Linked DNA regions of Mus musculus: region 2 is linked to region 1. The links are chromatin contacts, called in public Hi-C maps. All regions are on one chromosome and are shown on one strand. The core of a region is the stretch at or near the end of the contact, and the rest is flanking DNA. Distances in the headings are between cores, read along the strand shown.

Evidence for each region. Hi-C and Micro-C count contacts between places; a contact is called where the count stands out from the background.
Region 2: a Hi-C map of uterus shows a contact between it and region 1, with 2.7 times the contacts expected there. The contact joins two enhancer-like sites. A contact is called at or near these places in 2 of 15 datasets of contacts at CTCF or cohesin (CD8 T cells and the NIH/3T3 cell line), 4 of 484 Hi-C or Micro-C datasets (the G1E-ER4 cell line, muscle stem cells and uterus) and 2 of 115 datasets of contacts at active chromatin or transcription factors (CD8 T cells and astrocytes).

The regions. Positions count from the first base shown.
Region 1 is chr17:88,107,432-88,115,094 of GRCm38.p6, reverse strand. No RefSeq gene overlaps it. Among named protein-coding and RNA genes, the nearest start is that of Gm4832, 14 kb to the left of the region's middle. Within about 2 kb of position 2,649, at least 139 of the 459 cell types and tissues checked have an H3K27ac peak or open chromatin away from gene starts, as enhancers often do. A contact at or near this core is called in muscle stem cells and uterus, where this site is marked.
Region 2 is chr17:88,209,418-88,216,802 of GRCm38.p6, reverse strand. No RefSeq gene overlaps it. Among named protein-coding and RNA genes, the nearest start is that of Gm31499, 51 kb to the right of the region's middle. Within about 2 kb of position 1,797, at least 9 of the 459 cell types and tissues checked have an H3K27ac peak or open chromatin away from gene starts, as enhancers often do. A contact at or near this core is called in muscle stem cells and uterus, where this site is marked.

The DNA.
Region 1 (7,663 bases), core at 1,400-3,899:
AGCCAACTGTGATGACATCTATTTGTAACTCTAGCACTGGGAGAGTGGAGGCGGTGGATCCCTGGTCACAAGCTAGTCAGTCCAACCAGTGAATGAGCCTTAGGGTCAATGAGAAATCCTAGCTCAAAAACTAAGATGGAGACTAATAAAGGAATTCAACCCCTGGCCTTCACGTGCATGTACATACACGTGTGCACGTAAAACACAGATACATATACAACACAGAAACACCTGGGAAAGTCAACTCACAAAAGAGCAAGGTTTGTTTGGCTAACGGTTTTGGAGTTTTGGATTGGTGGCCAGTTGGCCATGTTGCTTTTGATCCTGTGATAGAGCAGTACATCATGTCAGGGGAGCATATCTCAAAGTAAGCTGCTGATGGCATGACCAGGACTCAAGGAGGAAAAAGAGGGCAGGGTCAGGCAATTCTCTGTGAGGAAATAGCCCCAACACCCAAAACTGTGCACTTAGCACTTCGGGCTTCACACACACACACACACACACACACACACACACACACACACACACACGAGCTGTAGCGGTCTTCTGTGTTAGGAAGTAAAATGTATGTTACCACTTCTCTGTTATAGATGCTTAACCCACAAGCTATTGTCATGATAGCCCTAGTATAAATATATTTAAATATAAATCTACGTGAGTATCTGTTGAGTATCTATAATTCTCCCTTAAGCATGGACAACCACAACTTACAGGGCAACCTTAGCCATCCTGGAACTCTTGTATTTTGTAGACCAGGCTGGCCTCAAACTTGGATTCCTCTGCCTCTGCCTCCTGAGTGCTGAGAGTAAAAGGTGTGTACCCAATTGGCGTTTGGAAATCTTGATACATATTTCCATTTGCTAAACACAGTTTTCAGAACAGGTGATTTATAATATTACAAACGTGAAAAATAATATTTTTTAACTTTTAAAAATGTCTTATAAATGGGGTTGGAATGAACGAACTCTTTCTTTTCCCTAAATTTCAGCGCTAGGAGTAGAACCCAGGGCCGTGGCCACACTAGGTCGGCGCTCTAGCATGGCGTTACCCAGTATCCTCACCACTAAGTCCTTTTTATAACAGTCCCTCATGCGTTAGATGCGGCTGTGGGTTGTTCCGTGTGAAGATGTCATGGCTCACTCACCCCATGGTGAGCACTTGGGTGGTTTCCCATTAGTATTTTCCCTATAAAGTATCTTTTGGGAAATAAATGCCCACTACTTCTGAGAGTTTCTTAGAAGTGGAATGATTGGGCCCCACATGTTTAGCTTTCATAGATATTGTCAACTGTCCAAAGTGACTTTAACAGTTTCTGCATCTGCAAGGTGTGGAAGTTGCAGTGGCTCTGTGTCAACACTTGGTGCTCTCAGACCTTAAGATTCTAGCTATTCTGGTGACAGGCATATTCTCTGTGCTTGCACGGACCCGTTATTTAGTCCTCCCTTTGTGGTTTTGATATGACTCTCCCCATCTGCTCAGGTCTGCTTATTTTCATACCCACTACGTTGAACGGTATGGAAATATCTCCGTCCACTCTGCAAGTTCCTCTTTTTCACTCTCATAACAGTATTGCTGCATTAACAGAAGTTTTAAGACCTTTAGTGCCGTCACAAATGGCTGGTACTTTTTATAAGACCTGCTGACGTCATCTCTGCCCACTCCAAGCATGTACAGATGCTCCTCTGGGGCCCTTTTCTCTAGTACTTTGTGGTTTACTCTTCTACAATTAGACGTATGTGATCCAGTCAGGCAGAGAGGGGCTCAGATACCTTGTATATTAAACAAATAATGATCTGCCCAGCGCCTCACAATGGCAAGACATCTTTTACAGAATTCCAGACGCACAGCGCCACACCAGGCTTGTGCGCTTGCACAGTGAAATAGTAGCATCTATTTTTTTTTTCCTGATTGCTATGTGCCAGTTCCTCATTGGCAAGCATTTTAACCTTTTATTCATGTTATAAGTACTTTCCCATGTATCATCTGACTTGGACTTATTTATAGTTTCTCTTGCTGTAGAGAAGTATTACATTTTTATGAAATGAAGTGTATTCATGATTTTGCTTACTAACCTTACTCCTATTATTTTTATACCTAGGAAATCTTTTCCTAATCCCCATGAAGTTTAAATATAATGGGAATATTCACAATGTAGATGATATGTAACCACATGAATGTAAATATTATTTCCTATAATATATCCAAAACCCTTCATTTTCTAGAATAAAGGAATTGAAATTCAAGCCTAAAGGTGGAGAGAATATGTCTGAATTTTAAATTGCAACTTCTGGCAAAGTGTTGGCTGTCTTCCTTAAATCCCACCAGCACAGCTCTTTTATCTCAGGTAGAAAAGAATGTTCCCACCTGTAGCTATGGAGCAAAAATGGCTGTGGTGACTTATAGGGGACCTCAGACCCACAGTCATGCCAAGAAAACAAGCAGAACGTAATGACAGCTAATTCAGGGTAATGAGGACAGAGCTAAGGACTTTCTTTGATGGGAGCAAGGGTAGGAGGTCAGCGGAAGTCCCATCCCCCACTTCTACCCTGCCCCGGAACTCTGTGTGGGGGAAGGTGGGTAGAATACACCCTGGAAAGCCCATTTTGGGTGAAACTTGGTGACAAAGCTTTCTGTGTTGCCACACCTGCTGGGGTGGAACTTCCTACTGAGTCACCCGTGCACCCACGAGTAACTCATACTCTCGTATGTGACCCCAGTAAGTTCATGGGTTCACCAGCCGGGGGGGTGAGTGGAATAGCTTGTTTATGCCTGTCACTGTTGTATCTGGGCTGAACAAATGTTTCTTGATATCTCTCCAGAAAAAGTCATGTAATTCACTTTATGGGATTTGTCTGGACAGAGGATTGTCCCAGCCAATGCAGTGGCTTTCTTGTGTCCAGTTTTCCAAGTCTCTGGTTTCAATGACTAGAGCTGAAACTGCCAGCCAGTGGACCTTCGTGCTGCACAAGTTACCAGCGTAGAAGTCACCAGAGTAGTCAAGTACCTGCCAGACAGCAGCTTTCAGCAGCTGTGGCTCATGGGGCTGCCTGGGAACTACCAGTCAAATTAGGTGGTTTTACTGCGCCTGCTCAACACGGTAGTGATCTCATCTCACAGAGTTCTTGCTCACTGCTCTGGAAGCACAGTGAAAAGACCCATAACTTGGCTATTTAAGGTGGGTTTGGTGTTTTGTTTGATTTTGGGTTTTTTTGTTTGTTTTTGTTTTGTTGAGACAGTGTTTCCTTTTTTGTGTAGCCCTGGCTGTCCTGGTAGTTACTCTGTAGACCAGGCTGTCTTTGAACTCCCAGAGATCTGCCTGCCTCTGCCTCCCACCTGCTGGGATTACAGACATGTGCCACCACTGCCCAGCTTGTGATTGTTATAAAAGCAACGCTTTAAGTGACTCTAGAGAGAGGTAGGATAGAAGCCTTGGTGGGGTTGGAAATGTGGTTTTCATTCGGGCTTAATTTTGATCCTGTGCTTGGGTTTTGTTTTTTGGTTTTTTTTTTTTTTTTTTTTTTTCCTTTGCAGGAGAAATAAAGGAAAGGCATAAGCCCCTCTTGGCACAACGTCTGTTGTGTTTAGTTCATGGCCAAAGACAGTTTTATGGGAAAGTCTGCTGTGCGCCAGCAAAGCATTTTCTTTTCCTCCATCCATAGTTTTAAAAACAAAAACATTTAACTAAAATAAAATCTCCCACCTCCCCATGAAAAGAAGGGGGTGGGGGAGAGAAGGAAATCGCAGCAACGTGCTCTAATGCGAAACGTTTCAGATTTTAGTCTTTCCAAAACAAATAACGCAGAGGATTGATCACAGCTATGGGACACTTAAACCTCAGCTTTCTGCTGGTTGATGTCCCGTCCTGCTCTCTTTGGTGGACAGCCAAGAGGACGAACACTGGAAAGGCTGAGAGATGAGCATCTCCTTTGGCTCTCCCAGATGGCTCTCGAAATGCCTAGGGTTTTTGTCTTGTTTTGTTTTGTTTTCTAAAATAAGTCAATTTAGATGGAAGCATATTTTTTTCCTCTCCTTTTCTTAAAAGTATGTTAAATCAGAGGCTGAAGAGAGAGCTCAGCAGTTAACAATGCTTGTTGTTCTTGCAGAGGACCCAGGTTCAGTTCCCAGCACCCAAGGGTGACTTGTAACCATGTGTAACTACAGTTCCAGAGGCGCCAATGTCTGTACTGTGTATTACCTCTGTAGCCATCAGGCACACACACACATACCTGCAGGCAAAGCCCTCATACCCATAAAATAAGTGAACTTTTACGTTTTTAAAGTTATGTTAAGTCATTTCAGCTGTGTTTTAGTTGCTGATTTCTTGATGGGAAGAGACACCATGACAAGGAAACTCTTAGAACTTAGTTGCAAGTTTGCTTACAGTTGCAGAGAGCGAGTCCTTGGATATCACTGTGGGGAGCAGAAGAGCAGTAGGGAGGACATTGTATCTTGATCCTCAGGCAGCAGGGTGGGGATGGGGGAGGGGGGAGCCACGGAGGGAGGGAGGGAGGGAGGGAGGGAGGGAGGGAGGGAGGGGAGAGAGGGAAAGACACAGAGCGAGGGAGGGAGAAAGGGAGGGGAAGGAAGGGAGAGGGGGAGGGAAGGAAAGAGGAAGGGAGAAAGAGAGGTAGAGAGGGAGGGGAAAGGAAGGAGGGAGGGAGGAAGGAGGGAGGGAGGGAGAGAGGGAGGGAGGGAGGGAGGGAGGGAGGGAGGGAGGAAGGAAGAAAGAGAGACTAGGTCTGACATGGACTTTTTGAAACCTCAAAGTCTGGTGAGATGGCTCAGCAGGTAAGAGCACTGACTGCTCTTCCGAAGGTCCTGAGTTCAAATCCCAGCAACCACATGGTGGCTCACAACCACCCGTAATGAGATCTGATGCCCTCTTCTGGTGCATCTGAAGTCAGCTACAGTGTACTCATATACATAAAATAAATAAATAAATCTTTTTTTTTTTTTTAAAGAAACCTCAAAGTCCACCCCAGTGACATACTTCTTCCAACAAGGCCACACCTGAGCCTTCTGAAGGAGTTGTACTTCCCTAGTGACTAAGCACTCAGGTGTACAAACTCATGGAGGCCAATTGCATTCAAACTATCACAAGGTATGACTGGCTCCCCAAACTTGAGAAATAAGATCAGCAGTTCAAGGCTAGCCTGGGCTACATAGTGAAGTCCATGGCAACCTGAACTCTGCAGACCCTGTCTTCATTATGTTAAATCTTATCTGCATATTTACATACAGTCCTGCCTGAGATTGATTGCAGTGAGCAGCAGCCTTTGTTGATTGTTATCTACATCAAAGAAGGTTCCCCAGTGTCCCAGGATGACACCCCTGCCCAAAACCTGAAAGCTTGTACTCAGTTGGGCTAGTGAGTTGGCTTAGCAGGTAAAATTGCTTACCACCACACCTGACAACCCACATTCAATCCCCATAGTCCACATGGTAGAAGTAGTCCCAAGTCCCAGAAGCTGTCCTCTGACTTCCATATGTAACACACACACACACATACACACACACACTCACACACACACTCACACACTCACACACACACACACACACACAGTCACACACACAGCAAAAGCTTTTTAAATGAAACATTTCCAAGATTTTATTTTTTTTTAAAGAATTATTTATTTAATGTATGTGAGTACACTGTGGCTGTACAGATGGATGTGAGCCTTCATGTGGTTGCTGGGAATTAAATTTTTAGGACCTCTGCTGGCTCTGGTCAACCCTGCTCCCTCTGGTCGGCCCCACTTGCTCTGGCCCAAAGATTTATTTATTATTATAAATAAGTACACTGTAGCTGACTTCAGATGCACCAGAAGAGGGCATCAGATCTCATTACGGGTGGTTGTGAGTCATCATGTGGTTGCTGGGATTTGAACTCAGGACCTCTGGAAGAGCAGTCAGACTCTTACCCGCTGAGCCATCTCACCAGCCCCAAGATTTTATTTTTAAAACACTTTGTGTGTGTGTGTGTGTGTGAGAGAGAGAGAGAGAGAGAGAGAGAGCTTCATTTACACCAGGCAAGCTTTCTACCACAGAGCTATAGCCCACACCCTGAATTTCTGGTTTAAAAACAGAGAAGTCAGCCAAGCGAGGTGGTCCACACCTTTTCCAGCACTCAGGAGGTGAGGGATGCAGATCTCTGAGTTTGAGGTCAGACTGGTCTATATAATGAGTTCCAGGACAGCCTGGACTACACAGAGATCCTATTTCAAAAAAAACAAAACAAAACAAAACAAAACAAAACAAAGAACAACAATAAAACAGAGAAGCTGAGACCTGGAGAGATGGTCCAGTGGTTAAGAGTACTTGCTGCTCTTGGTGAGAACCTAGCTTAGACTCCCAGGACTCACATGGTGGCTCACAAGTGGCTGTAATTCCAGTACCAAGGGATCCTGTGCCCTCTTCTGGCCTCTGTGGGCACCAGGCATGTACTTGGTGAGCATAACTATAAGCAGGCAAAAACTCAAACAAAAGAGGGGGGTGGGGACAAAAAGAAAAGGATTTATTTACAAAGGCTTTGAAGAGGGAGGGATGCGCCTAGGCTTTAACTACAGCTCATCACTTGCCAATCCCTTCTTCATACTAATAATGACAAGTCTAATAATAATAACTATAACATTTAAAGAGTACTCAATTAATCCTCACAGTGGTTCCCATGAGGTAATTACACATATGTAAGGGTGATTTTGACCATAATTAACAAGTGATAGGAGCAACCAAACAGAACACAAAACAGATGTGTAACTGGCTGAATGGAATCCTGGGCTGGAGAGAAGGCCTGTAATGAAGAGACTTGAGCTTGCTCTCAGCGCCTGATCTGGTGCCTGCATCTCTGGCTCCAGCAGATCTGCACCCTCCAGCCCCCACAGACACCTGCTCTGCTGTGCACACACACCCCCACTAAAGTCTTCATAAAGAAGAAAATCCTCCTAGATCACACAAACGAGACACACAGCAGGGCTGGGATTTTACGTATGCTTCCAACCCCAGAGCCCACATCCTAGACACTCAGCGGCGTATTCTCCCACAGACCAAAGAGATGTTGCTCTCCTCACACGTTTCCACTCCTACCAGCTGTCAAATCACAAGCACACCTGAGCACAAGCAACCTGGTCATACCATTTCCAAAAACACAAGGGGCCACTGTTGTATAGAGAGTGTCCAGTATGCTTGTGCTCACAAGGGAAAATAATTTACATTGGGCCAGAAGGAGGCAGCACATAACCTTTGGCTAGTACGCTTGAGGCTGAGACAGGAAGATGACAAGTTTAAGGCTACCTTGGGTCACATCATATAAGAAACTGTTTCAGAAGAGAAAGTAGAGAGAGAAAGAGAGACAGACAGAGACAGAGACAGAGACAGAGACAGAGACAGAGACAGAGACAGAGACAGAGACAGAGTCAGAGTCAGAGTCAGAGTCAGAGAGAAGTCTTTCAGAAGATGTGAATCCCTTTGGCTCCTTCAGACTTGCTGTTTCTCCTCTGTCCCTACAGTTCACTCTCCCACCTCCCCTTCACCCACCACCACCACCACCACCACTCCTGCCCCCATTCAGGTCTCTGCTCAAAGCCTTCCTAGCCACCATCCAATTAACATATCTGCTCTGCCCTTACTTTCTCTTGTCTTTATTTTTTTTTCTCAACAGTATGTA
Region 2 (7,385 bases), core at 548-3,047, 100 kb before region 1:
ATTTCTGAATGGGGAGATTATAAGATTTGAATCTCTTTGCATAGAAGTATGATCTATGAGGGCTGGTAAGATGGCTCAGTGGGTAAGAGCACTGACTGTTCCTCCAAAGGTCCTGAGTTCAAATCCCAGCAACCACATGGTGGCTCACAACCACCGGTAATGAGATCTGATACCCTCTTCTGGTGCGTCTGAAGTCAGCTACGGTGTGCTTGTGTATAATAATGAATAAATCTTTAAAAATAAAAAAAAAAGAAGAAAAAAGTATGATCCATGAACGATAGATAAAACAAACACAAGAACATTTCTTATGGTAGCTGTCAAAGAACCCCACAAAATTGTGTTGTGTGTAACATGTATGTGTGCAGGCATATCTGTATCTATGTACAGTGTGGTGTGTGTGGTGTGTGTGATGTGTTGTATAACTGTGGGAGTGGACAGTGTTTGTGTGCAGTGTGTAATGTTTGTGATCTTTGTGAAGTTAGGACATCATGGCTGTGTTGGCTTCATACAATAAGTAAGGGTATTTTTTATGCACTGGATAAGTTAAATCACAAAAAGAACACTTCTTCCTCAAAGGTTTAAAATTAGTAACTTGTTGAGTGATCTGAGACTAAGTAGCCCTGTCAATTTCTTCCACAAATTGCATTTAAAAAAAAATCTGAGTCAATTTTAGTAAGAATGTCTTTGAAAATCATCCATTCATTCTTGTGTATTAGAAAATTAGAAACAGCTGTTTTGGATATAATATCAAATAATAGTGCGGTATATTAAAAAGCTGTCCTCAAGTTAGTATGCAGAAAAAGAGAAGGGTTGAGGAGCAATTTTGGCACTGAGAACACCATAAAATGGTCAGCAGGGGAACAGGTCCCCCTAGGAAACTGCTTTATCTTTGACAAATAAAAATAGAAAAATATGGGTTCGGTGTATGGTGTAGATAGGTGGTAAAGAAGCACTCAAAAGTGACTATGATTCCGATCGGGGGACTAAATTCTTCTAACATGGCTACTCTTGCTTTCTCCGGCCTCACTGGCACTCTGGCTTTGTGTAATCAGAAAGACTTCATAGAGAGGCCACATGAACAAAAGAGAAAAGATTCCTAAAGACCGAACTCTTTAAGTGCCCACCTGAATCCTTGCTGAGTGGGAAAGTAGTGTAGTTTTCAGACTTGGGGAGCACTGGACCTATGTCCTTCCTGGGCGCACAGTTCCCTTCTTCCACTCTGAGCTTGAGAAGATGGTACGTTAGGATGTGCACAGAGGTCCAAGCATTCCCTGGCCCCTCATGATTGATGCCTTGCTTAATTTCTCGAAATCTCTTCCTTGGCTTTGGTCTGTCCAGAATCCGGGAAGCTCTGCTCTTGGGCTACACATTGGTGACAGTCCCGCCCTGACATTATGGGCCACTTCTTGAATATGGAGGCTGGAAGACCAATCTTAAACTCTCAAAGAGCTTAGACAGGAACTTAGCATGAATGTCCCATTCCCAACAGTGACAGTCCAGTTACTTTGTGTTGCCATTGTTTCCAGAGAATGCATCTGTCCCAGGTCCTCCAGAGAACCTTAAAATGAAATGGGCTTTTTATTTGGTTGGCTTTGCAGTCAATCGGAGCTGTAAGAACGGCAAGGGGTGTCACACCTGGAGAAATGGGTCCCTGAAGCCTGTGAGAGGATGCTGCGGGCACAGCGCGTTGTGATGGTTGATTTTATGTCAACCCGACTAGGCCGCCGGGAGTGCACTGCTAAGCTGTGGATCTTTTTCCTGGCTCCTCAGGGCAGACTCACTGGCTCTGTGATTCCTCAGACAGTTCTCTGGGGTGTTTCTGGGTTTCCAGTGATCACATGTGCTCGTGAAAAGAGGTTTTAGAGCCAGGCAGGCCTTGATCCAAAATTACAGACATGCCAAGTTTTCTGTAACCTTGAACTGGCTCTGAAACCTTTCTGAGCTGATATTCCATCGTCTACAAAGGCAGTCTGGCAGATGGAGTTTGCACAGATATCGGGAGGATTAAAGACAGTGCACAGGGTGTCTGCCATGCTGTAATGTTAGTTCTTAGGTCAGTCTCATATTTTTTTAAAAATATAAAATGAAAGAGCCAGGGACCTCCTGGACAGTGTCTCGCACTAAGATTACTGAGGTCTTCTGCCTCTGCCACTAAAAAGGAAACAAAGTTTGGGATCAAAATGAAAATCATCCAACATTCTAATACGGGGGATTGCACTAAAAATTATAAACTGCTGCCATGAGAAGCAGAATGCTCTGTAGATATTTGTTTAATATCTATTGGCACAGAACCACTGCACCATTCCATCAAGATAGTCTGGACTTGGAATCAATGCATCCATCCAGTTGTTTACATGATTCCCTTGGAATGTACAGAGGTGGACCCTTACCCTCCCACTTTCAGGCATCGGGCACTCAGCAGAGGGCATCAGAGTTGTGTGTGCTTAGTGGCCCTCTCTGTGAGGGAAGGGTTGCAAATTCTTGGACACTCCTCCAATAGAGAAACGAGCTTCAGTTCCCCTCCCCTTGACTCTGAGCCACCCAGCGGAGTGCAATGGAAGGAAAGTTATGCTGGTTCTGGGCCTAAACCCTGAGTGGCTGTTCTGCCAGGAAGATCACATGGAGATGCCATGACACTACATGGAGAAGAAGAGGACCCAGCCAAGCCAGCCATCCAGGCATTCCAGTTAAAGACCCAGGAAGGTTAGAAAATCCACTGTGGACCCTCCGAGCCAGAGCAGCGGCAGCTGAGTACCACTGCACAGTTCCAGCCAACGCCTGGTTGAACAGAAGAATCTTTGACTGGGAGCAGAAGTGTGTGTGACCCCAAAACAATGAAATACAAAATGGCTACTATTTCCAGACACTGAATGTGGTTTTGTTTATGTTTATTTTTCAATACCAATAAATGACCCTGAAGTAAAAGTGTGCCCTTGGGACTGCCTTTGTGAGGAGCCCACACAGAATTGGAAATGACTCAGTCCATTGGATCCTTTATTACACAGAGATTATACATATCCTTTTTTTGCTTGCTCACCAGAGGAGACTCAGGGTGGGTATGTAGGTAGGGGTGACACCCAAAGGCTGCCTCTCTGATTCAAATAGAAACTGACTGGTCAACTCCACCCCTTTGCCCTTGATCATCATCTTAAAATCTGCAACAATAAGGCTATGGAGAGGAAGAAAAATGTCATGTGGAAAGACAACCAAGAGGCAGGTTCAGATTGGTTGGCATCTAGGCAGAAGTCAGGCGAAAATCAAATCCTTCTTGTGGAGAAATGATCTAACCTTTAGCCACACTTAGGAAATGCTGCCCATTGTTCAACCTCACCCCACCTTAGAGGATAAGTCAAGACAAGCAGCTAATGGGCCAACAGAGCTCCTCCTCCCTTCCCAGTTAATTTCTGACCTTAGCTTCATAGATTCACTCACTCGGTGAGCAGGCATTAAGTGTTAAAGTGTAGGAAAAGCTAAGAAACATACTTTAGTGAAATACATACTTCACCCGCTTGGAGCACAAAATGAGATCCGTGTTTCCATAATCAAATCAGTAAAAGGCCACACCTCCATTCCAAGTATAAGGACTGTCTTGATGCATTCACAAAGCCTGCACATTCACTTAAAGCAACTGTTCCCAACCTTCCGAGTGCTGTGACCCTTTCATACAGCTCCTTATGCTGTCATAACCCCCAACCACAAAACTATTTTGTTGCTATTTCATAACTATAATTTTGCTACTATTGTGAATTGTAATGTAAATATATCTGATATGCTGGATATGTGATATGTAACTCCCAAAGAGCTCTCGAGCTACAGGTTGAGAACTGCTGATTTAAAGAAAGTCCATCCTATCTGTCTGCTGGGAAAAAAAAGCCACTCTCCACTGACCAGTGTTGCTCCTTCCTTCACAGTGAAACTGCTACTATCAGGGCGTCTACTGAAATCTTTTGCCAAAGTAAATGGTGCTGTATACGTAATAGAGTGCTTGCCTTCCTAGCACGCTTGAGGTCCCTAGTACTGTGAAGGGGGACGAGGAAGGCATGGTGGTGATGGTGCTGGCCGGCCTTGTGTACTCTAAGAATCACCACTGAATGTGGGGCTCACTAACAATTTGGCAGTAGTCTTCTAGCACAAGGAGAGTAAAATTTGCCGCTCCTCTCCTTCCTATCCTCACACCCATGTTATTATATATTACCTTTTGTGCTTCAGTTATCAGCAATAAAGGCTTTTAGGGAAATATTTCTATATTTCCCAAATCCTCTCCACCTATAATAGCTGTGGAACCCATTACTAGGCAGTAGACCTCTTACATGAGCAACCAATTAGATTCCAAGAGAGGAGAGGAAGTCCCTCCCCCAGGTTGGCTTCACTTCCTGGCCCATTATTAATCACTTGCCTCCCCCGCCCCACCCCAACAAACATGAAAGATTTTCCAGTGATACATTGCCCTTGTCCATGGCCACTTCAGGATCATAAAACATGAGCTGCCAACCGTGGAGAGTACAGCCACACACAAACTGGGCAACAACAAAAGAGTCATGAATTTTACGGTAGGACTGTCGAACCAGCACAGACTCCAAGACCATGGAGTCCAACCGCCTCACCATGTACATAGCAAACAGGTCTGGTGGCAACTCAAGCTGAGCAAAATGTACCGGCATCTAGTAGTCGAGGCCAAGTCCTCCAGCCAAACCTCTCCCTTCACATTTTCATATACCTGCCTCTCTCTGCCTCTAAACCAACCGAAAAACACTTGAAGAATTTGCGGGTTTTATTTTTTTCTTTGGAGAAACAAAAATCAAAACAGAAACATTTCATTAGCCAAGGCAGGTTCTGACAGTGCTTGGCAGCTGGGAGGTGTCTTTCTAAATCTGGAAACACCAAATCTCTTTTGAAAGTGGGAGAAACAATTTGTACCTCTTAAATGTGAGGAGATGTAGTTCTTTGTGTGAACTAAATAACTTCAGCGGAATTGCTCAAGGTAAATATTAGACACAACCATCCACAAAGTAAGAGATCCCGGGCTCGTCAGAACTGTGCCCAGTGAGAAGATAAAGCAGGAAAGCTAATTTCCATTTGCAAATATTTTCTCTAAATTTACTCTGGCAAATGTATATAAAAGGATTTCTGTGCCATAAAGGCTGAACATCCAATTATTTGATAAAGAAAACAAGTTGAAATGAGCTTAAGAGAAAACAAATTATTTACCTGATGGCACAAGATTTGCAATATTGTCCTCTGGGATTGTAACTGAGGTCCCCAAGTGCGCTCTGTGTTTATTCACATACATCAATAATGGGAAGGTAATGATGTCATGTGTGAAGGAGCACATAGGTCCTCATTTATTCCTATTTATTTTAAAAATACTACGGCAGGCCATGCGTATACTTATTTCTGGGCATATAAGATACAGAATCATCTTCTAATTCTCACTGTGCAGTGGAGGAAGACAGACTGATGAATGGATAGGAATGTTAAGCCGGACCCTGGAAGGAGAAAATGTGGGGACCCTGAGGGGGAGTTGCTCTTTGGCTAAAAGAGGGAGGAGCCTGGGGTTAAAAAGTGTATGACATAAAGACAATATGGAAAGGGAGGGGTGGGTAAGAGAAATAAAAAGATAGCACTGAGTCACTGTCTCGGTGACTGGTTGGCTGGAGGGCCTGTGGGAGGCAGTATTCTAGTTTGCTTTCTGTTGCTGTGATAAATGCCATGTCCAAGGGGCTTGTCTAGATTGCACAGCCTTATTGAGGGAAGCCAAGGCAGGTACTCCAGCAGGGAAGGAACGATGCTGCGGGAGCTGAAGCAGAGGCCACAGAGGAGCACTGCTTTTGCTTCCTTCGTATGTAGCTCTCTTGCTTTTTTATAGAACCCAGAACCACCTGCCCGTCAATGGCAATCCTAAAACATAACAAACATTAATCAAGAGAAATGCTCCAACAGGCTTGCCTCCAGAAAGGTCTGATGGAGGCACTTCCTCAGTTGACATTTCTTCTTCCCAGATCACTACTGCTTGTGACAAGTTGTCAAAAATCTAACCAGCACAGGTGGCAATAGAACAGCTTCCCAGGCCACATCCTAACTGTGTGCTTAGGCTGTTCTCACTACAGGGGAAGCCTGTGCCAACACCCCAAAGGGAAGCACTTCAAACAACACCTGGCTCACTCCCTTTCTGGACAGCCCTACCTGAGAAAGTTAGCACATTGACCAACAAGGTGCTTTCTAAGACCTGAAATTCATGACACAGAATGACTGTGACCTTCTGGAACGTCATTTCCCAGAGCCTAGACTCTGGGTAGTTAACACCCTGCTAAGCAACAAGATTTCCTCTCACATGATCCATCTTTGGGCTTTTCGGGGTTTTTTTTGTTTTTGTTTTAATACTGGATGTTTGGTCTGAATGCTCGATCACACAAAAAGTACAGAACCTAGGAGGAAAGCTATTTGTTGTGGTTTGAATATGCTTGGCCCAGGGAGTGGCACTATTAGGAGGTGTGGCCTTGTTGGAGAAAGTGTGTCACTATGGGGGTGGGCTTTGAGACCCTCCTCCTAGCTGCCTGGTAGCCAGTCTTCTCCTGATTGCTTTTGGAACAAGATGTAGAACTCTCAGCTCCTCTGGCACCATGCCTGCAGGGACACCGCCATACTCCCACCTAGATACTAATGGACTGAACCTCTGAACCTGTAAGCCAGCCCCAATTAAATGTCCTTTATAAAAATTGTCTTGGTCATGGTGTCTCTTCACAGTAATGGAAACCCTAGCTAAGACACTAATGAACTTGAGTTTGGCCTGGTGTCTTAGTTACTTTACAGTTAACTTGCTATGAAGAGACACCATGACCACAGCAACCCTTATAAAGGAAAACATTTAACTGGGGCTGGCTTACAGTTCAGAGGTTCAGTCCATTATCATCATGGCAGGAAGCATGGTAGCCTGCAGGCAGACATAGTGCTGTAGACAGTTCTGCATCTGGATGCATAGGAAGCAGAAGTGACTGTGTGCTACACTCGGCCTAACTGGAGCACATGAGACCTCAAAGCCTAACCCCTACAGTGACACACTTCCTCCCACAAGGCCACACCTATTCCAGCAGAGCCACACCACCTAATAGGAGTACTCCCTATGGGCTGAGCATTCAATGGCATGAATCTCTGGGGCCATCCTATTCAAGCCACCACAGACACTGTTTTACTTAGAGTCTAGTCACTAGGTTGCTACATGTGACAGGACAGAATGTGTTCCAGTCACTAGGTTGCTACATGTGACAGAGCAGAATGTGTTCCTATGGAGCTCATGAGAAAGATACAGTTTCTACTAAGTCTCTGGATATGTAAGAGACGTTTTGCATGGAAAGTTGGGGTTTGTTTTTGTTTTCTAAACTAATAGG